Regions from separate parts of the Mus musculus genome. Here region 1 is linked to region 2. A link is a contact called in public HiChIP or PLAC-seq data. All regions are on one chromosome and are shown on one strand. Each heading gives the region's core, a stretch centred on a gene start, on an enhancer-like site or on the middle of the called end of the contact. The rest is flanking DNA. Distances are from core to core; before and after follow the strand shown. Region 1 overlaps Gphn (gephyrin). Region 2 holds the start of Gphn (gephyrin).

Region 1 (3,462 bases), core at 703-3,202, 410 kb before region 2:
ATCAGTGGTGCCTATTAGCATACCAAAGCATATGCTGGCCTCAAGGTATCTAGTTCTTCTCACCTCTGCCCTTTCCCTAAACTTCTCCAGCCCCACCCTCAGCTTCTCATTCTTTTTTTTTTAAAAATTTTTATTAGGTATTTTCCTCATTTACATTTCCAATGCTATCCCAAAAGTCCCCCATACCCTCCCCCCCACTCTCCTACCCACCCACTTCCACTTCTTGGCCCTGGCGTTCCCCTGTACTGAGGCATATAAAGTTTGCAAGACCAATGGGCCTCTCTTTCCACTGATGGCTGACTAGACCATCTTTTGATACATATGCAGCTAGAGACACGAGCTTGGGGGTGGGGTGGGGGGGTAACTGGTTAGTTCATATGCACTTTCTCCTCCCTCTTTTGTCTTCCTCTCTTATTCCTTTCTCTTCCCTCCCTCTCCCCCCTTTCTTGGCTGTTTCTCTTCTCTTGCTCACTCCCTGTCTGCCATGGCCAAGACTGGTCTGTTAGTTGTGTTCAGTCTACTTTCTCTCCCAGCTCTGTGCTCTTCAAGATGCCCCTAGCTATTCTCTCTCTCTCTCTCTCTCTCTCTCTCTCTCTCTCTCTCTCTCTCTAATTAAAACTTTCCCCTCAACCATACCTTGGGGCAGTCACACCATCACTTTTTACAGTTAGAAAGGTGAAGTCTTAGCCCACTTCAGCTGATTCATAAGTGGGGTTTTCATTAAAACCAGGTAGCTTATGTTCAGATACAATGAATGTTTCCTGCTGACTAAACAATGAGTAAGCTGTATCACTCTTAAGTCCAGTCTCCTTCAGCCATTAGCCTATCTGAAACACTGCAGTCAAATTATTTTTCTAAATAATGACTTACTATACCACTTCTGCTTTTTAAAAAAAGCTTCAAATTCAACTGGTATGGGCAAGTCTAACCCCAAATATGTGCCAAATTTATGTGTATTCTTTCTGCCCCAATCTTTTGTTCTAATTAGTCTAGCCTAATATTGCAAAATTTATGCTTTCTATTTGGATTAACCTATCATCTTTTTCTATCCAAATGCTACTAATTCTTCAAATTTCTGGACTTTATAAATTTGTTCTAACCATTTAAGCTTAGAGTTGCTAAAGCTTTTCTGATATATTTTCATCACATTTTCAAAATTATAGCAAAGATATTTAGATTCCATTTCTGCCTCTTCACTAACTAGCTTTATAATGTTAGAGGAATTCATTAACATTGCTGGGTTTCAAAATTAGACCTTTTTTTAAGGAAAGAAAGGAGACAAACCAAATCCCTAGAAACTCCAACACATTGTGTTCCTTATAGTGTGTGCAAATATAGAGAATATATTTCAATGTAGACTTATTATTTCTAGAACACTTAACAATACAGTTAACTTTCAGGTATTTGAAGCCTTCCTCTTATAATTCTCACTGACTTATGAACTCACTTTCTTCTTTTAAACAAAAAGTACACAAGACATAGGCAAATGTTATAGGCTGCAGAAATGGACCCACAGTTAAAAGCATTGGCTGTTCTTTCAGAGGATCCAGGTTTGGTTCCTAGCACCCACAAGACAGCTTACAACTGCCGATAACTTCAGCCCTAGGGATCCAATGTCCTCTTTGGCCTCCACAGCACTAGGCACACATGCTGTATAGATAGATATACATGCAGGCAAAATGCCCACACAGACATTAAACAAACAAACAAACAAATGGCTGGTAAACTTTAGCTTAAATCAGTTTAAACAGTTATAACACTTACTCTTCTAGTTTTATATTGACTGAAAAAACCATGGTAAATGATAAGAACAAGAGCTATAAAGTATAATCATACAGAAACTAAAAGCCACACTCAGGACTTTTCAGAGGACAAGAATCTACGGATCACTTTCTACCCTTATCTGTCAGAGCTCAGCCTGGCTCGGTGCTTGAAAACATTCCTGAGCTGTTTCTCACCCAGAGTTCCTCCCATGACTACTTGTTTCCTTGTAGAGGTTCTCACAGAGCCTTCTGTATAACAATATTTGCTTTCACTAGAAAAGGGAATGCATAGCAAAAAGAATGAAGAGGCAACCTACACAGAATATCAATTGCTGGACAGTGATGTACCTTGTTTCCCTTGCTAAATTCCTAGTACAGATTTTCATTAGAAAAGCAGTCCATTCTTTCCTCCCACACTCCACCTCTGAGTTCTAAACCATTCATCTCAGCTCCTTTAATACAGCACTCTAAGACTGAAAAAGCCTATATTAGCAACACTCAAACAACAACCCTGTTCTCAGTTTTATATAAGGTATTGCTACCAAATAAAAGGGTATACACTAGAAAGTGGCACATTTCTCTGAATTGCCCACTATCCTGGTTTTATAGTTTGTTGTTCAGTATGCTTTGAGGTTAAATTTAAAACCAACACTACAACATCATCAGGAAACATCTATCACACATTAATTAAGAACTTTACAGCTGTATTAGATCATAGGGTCCTCTTCCATCTCAGTCTCCCCCACTCTCTCAGCTCTCTCTGGGGCAGAGAGTTGCTGTGCTCTTGCACTCTCCCTTCTTGCAGCTGGAAACACCCTTGAATTATAGCTTTACTTTCAGTGCCTTGTGACTTCTGGCACGTAGGCTAGGTTACCATGGTATGGAACTTTATCCTCCCACCCTGAAATTCCCTTCCTTCCTGAGTTTGAAAGGCATGAAAGGTCTGTGTCCCTCAAGGGCCTTGATGTTATCTCTTCTAATTGCCCTCCCACTTCAGGATCTCATCACTCATGAGTCTGTAAGTCTCTTAACAAAGGACAATTCAGTCCTTTTCCACAAACCTGCTTTTTAAAAAAGTTATATCTATTAGTACACTAACTCAAGAGTACTTTAAAGGTGTTTTGCTTTTGTAGTAAGATAATGTCAGTAATACAGTCTATCAAATACCTATGTACCTTAAAAAAGAAAAAAGAAAAAAAAAACAAGAAAAAAAAAATAAAGATTCTTCCCAAACCAAACCAAACCAACCAAACAAACCAACAAAAAAACCCAAAACAAACCTGGCTGTAGTGGCCAAGACCCTTGGTAATTAGAAGTTTGTCTGTGCTACATAACACGCATGTACACACATGCATGCATGCACATTACATACCCCATGGAAAATATCAAACCAAACCAACATGGAAAGTGAAGAATAGAAGTAAAAATACATAGAATTATGGGTCAGAACAGTGCAATTTAGGGCTAGGATATATAATAATATGAATAATAACTAAAAAGCTCCCTTACCCTTCCATGTCATAAAGAGTTCATAAATGTAATTGAAGGCAGGGCCAGCACCACTGTTTGGTGGGAACTAAGACGTTTTATGCTGAGTTTGTTTCTTGCTTATTTTATCCTTGTGGTTTTAAACTCTTAAGTCCATCCTACCTCCTCTCGGAAGTGTGTGTGTGTGTGTTCTTTAAAGTTGTAGCTATGT
Region 2 (3,351 bases), core at 740-3,239:
AGCATGCTCTTCAAAAACAAACCATTCAGCTTAAATTTTAAACATCTAGGGCCTTTCGATTTCTACAGACAGCTGACATATTTTTGTTTCTATAAAATTTCACTTTCACTTATCTATTAATTTTCAAAAAACATGGCCAAAATTAAAAGTTAACGGTGGTAAAGGGTGTGAACACTTACACCACACTGTCAGATTCTTTTAAAAAATCAACACGATCAAATCTAGGAATTGTAAGCTACAACTGAGTTTTCATACAAGGAAACAGTTGCTGCAGGGAAAGATGCACTCCATCTGCATATTCTGATTGGGGGGGGGTGTCCTTCCCTGCAACTGATTTAGATCAGTTTCTTTACTCCAGAGGCGTTGATTCGGAAAAATTCAATAAAATGCTACTAACATCTGCAAATATGCATCATGGAAAGGAAGCCCAGTTACTAAAAATGGGAAACAAAAGCAGGGGTATCCTCTTTTCATAAAAGTCAGCAGCTAAATTAAACACTGTAGTCGGTATCTACTGGCAGAATCAAAGATTTGTTTCTACTTTATAATGAAAGCAAGTTTCATTCAATTTAGTTCCTTCCCGGGCATCATCTCAACCTGTCAGAATTCTACAAGAAAAAAAATTTAAATGAAATAGGGAAGACACTAGGATTCCCTTCTACATAGCTTCTTTTTCTGAAACCACATCACTAAGTCTTGGATTTCCTTTACTCCACAGTAAGCCTCAGACTCCAAATATAAATTCTTTAACCCCCGCTTCTCCGTTCAATTACACTTGAACCATGCCAACTACAGAACCTCAGCCGAAACCCCTACAAATAGGTTTGCAATTCATCTTGGAAGTCGTGCCCTGCAGCAACTGTCTATCTCCAAACTCAGGGATATCACCCAAATACAACGCAACGGAATCAGACATGCAGAGCACACACGACTTCCGCGAGGGAGGGAAACGCGACCCGGGAAAAGTGCGCTCCTCACCAGCCTCAGGACCATCCACCGGGGAGTGAGAATGGGAGGGGGGGGGTGTCCCAAAAGGGAGGGGGAGAAAAGAACCCGACAGAGGGAAATCCTTCCTTCTCAAGGGAAAAAAAAAAAAAAAAAAGGCTGGCTCTCCCGGCCACGGGAAGCAGCCGGTCCTCGCGGAGGAGAAGAGGCAGACAGAGAGGGAGGGCCCTGTGCTAGGAAAGGCAGAAGGAAGGCACTTTCCGGGGTCCGGACTAGAGCCTAGCACCCGGCTCCCGGGGGAGGTGAGGAGTGTCCCGTCGTCTGCAGAGGGGACAGCCGGCCGGCGAAGGGGCAGCAGAGGCGGAGCAGAGTTCGCCTGCCGAACCCCGAGTCCTGTCAGGCAGGTGCCATGGGGCCGCCGGGTGGGGGGGGAGGGGAGAAAAGGGGGTGGAGATGGGATTCCCCCCTCTCGGAAGAGCTTTAGTGGAGGAGGCGCCCGGCCAACCCCGAGCAGCGTGCTTCAGACTGCGGAGCAGGAATCCCGCCGCCCGCACCGGCAGCGCGGAGCCCCGCAGCGCCCGCCGCACCGGCCCCTCGGTCCCCGGGGGCCAGAGACTTTGGCTGCTAGGGCTCCGGGGCCTGACACCCCACCGTGCCTGCCCCAGCTCCCCCGGGGAGCACACGGGAACACCCGAATCCTCAGCAGCTCTCAGCGGTTGTAAAATACACCCCCCGGTCCCCCTCCTCAGCCTGCCCTCTTCCCGAGGCCGCAGGGAAGCACCACCGCGGGCGAGAAACCTCCAGCAAGTCGCGGATAGTAGCCGTTGCGGCTCCCCCGGACCTCCTCCCCCCGTTACCTGTGAGGACTCCGACACGGATTTGATGGTCGTGGTTGGTGAGGATCATTCCCTCGGTCGCCATGTTTCCCAGCGCAGTCACCGCACTGACAGGAGCCAGGAGAAGCCGGAGCCCGGAGCGCGCCGGCCGGGAGCGCGCTTGCCTTGGAGAGCGCGAGAGCGAGGGCGCCCGGGGAGCGCGAGGCGAGCGGGAAGGAGGGGGCCGAGCGCCCGGTGGCCTGCGTGGGGTGGGGGGGAGAGGCCGCGCCAGGAGCGCGCGGGTCCGCGGAGGGGGCGGAGTCGGGCCGCGCGACCCCGAGTCCGGCCGGGAGGAAGCGATCCCGGGGTGGGAGTAGCGGCGGCCTCGCGGAAGACAGAGCGCGGAGGCGGCGGGGCAAGGCCGGCGAGACCCAGAGGCTCTGCGGAGTGAGACCCAAGACGCCTGGATGGCAAGAGACTGAGAGGGGGAAAAGGGAGCACACGCTCTGGAGGTTGCGGGGGCGGACTCGGGGACAGGGGCGGAGCTACACCCCGAGGCGTGCAACTCGTGGAGAGTGAGGGGAGGAGTGCGAGCTTGGCTGCGGAGTGCCGGGAGCGGGAAGGAGCCGGCCCAGCCTAGAGTGGGACCCAAGGAACGTTCCTGGGCGCGCGAGTAGCGCGGGATTGGCTGGGCGGACGCGGTGCGGGTGCGCGCGAGGCACGAACGCAGCCTCGGCGGGCCCCAGACAGAAGCAATCCCCCGCCGAGCCGGCAGCCTCGTCAGTTTTCCGCCGCCTCAGGCCGGCCGGCTCTGCCCGCGATGGAGCCACTCCGGACCAGGTGCGGCAGCGAGGTGGGCTCACCTCCTCTGAAGGCACCGGAGAACCTAGAGGTGGCTTAAGGAAGCGGCATGGGTGGCAGAACGGTGGCCGCTGTGACGAGAGTCCCCTCTCGGGCAGAGATAGGTTACCCTGTGCCGCCCCAGCTGTGACCTGCAGTCAATGCTCCCTCTGACTTCGCTTTGGCCCCGCTCGGTGACAGCCTACCACAGACGTCGTAGACGGAGCTTATGTGTCTGCAGCAGGGCACGTGGAGTGGAGATTCCTCTCTCTCTCTCTCTCTCTCTCTCTCTCTCTCTCTCTCTCTCTCTCTCTGTCGTCCCCTAGATGCTGTGACATTTAAGTTTCAGTGTTTCTGGAATATGGAATTACTCTGAAAATGTGGTCATTTAGTTCTGTGTCTTTCATAAAGTGTTATTAGCCACCTCTATTTTGTGTAGGTTTGCTAAATATCCTTTTCTGGCTTAAGTGTGTGTATGTTTTCTCATTTGTTCACCATAGTAAAACCTAAAAGCAAAACAACAACAAAAAAAGTATCAAAACTGTTTAATAATCTGCTCTTAGTCTAAAATCTCAATTATATGGTTATGTGCGGTTTGTATTGTTCCAGTAAGAACATAGCATTACTCATTCTATTCACTAAAGATTCACATTGTGCCTTTATATAAGAGGACAAAGGAAATGATGGGTGGAGTTGAGAAAGGATAAAATAATTCGTTTTTGAAGATATGTATACTAGTATTTCTGGCAGT

Evidence for each region. HiChIP or PLAC-seq counts read pairs in DNA pulled down with a chosen protein or histone mark.
Region 1: an H3K4me3 HiChIP or PLAC-seq map of stem cell-derived neural progenitor cells shows a contact between it and region 2, with 2.5 times the contacts expected there. The contact joins the enhancer-like site here to the promoter of Gphn in region 2. A contact is called at or near these places in 2 of 39 promoter capture datasets (3T3-L1-derived adipocytes and the HPC-7 cell line) and 8 of 115 datasets of contacts at active chromatin or transcription factors (the 230-238 cell line, the NIH/3T3 cell line, embryonic forebrain and 5 more).

Annotation. Positions count from the first base shown.
Region 1 is chr12:78,638,796-78,642,257 of GRCm38.p6, reverse strand. The region is part of intron 17 of Gphn (gephyrin); the gene reads right to left. Among named protein-coding and RNA genes, the nearest start is that of Fam71d, 51 kb to the left of the region's middle. Within about 2 kb of position 1,952, at least 48 of the 459 cell types and tissues checked have an H3K27ac peak or open chromatin away from gene starts, as enhancers often do. A contact at or near this core is called in the NIH/3T3 cell line and stem cell-derived neural progenitor cells, where this site is marked.
Region 2 is chr12:78,225,293-78,228,643 of GRCm38.p6, reverse strand. Gphn (gephyrin) reads right to left here and starts at 1,989. Exons shown (of 23, transcript NM_145965.2): 1 at 1,803-1,989. The coding sequence starts at 1,866.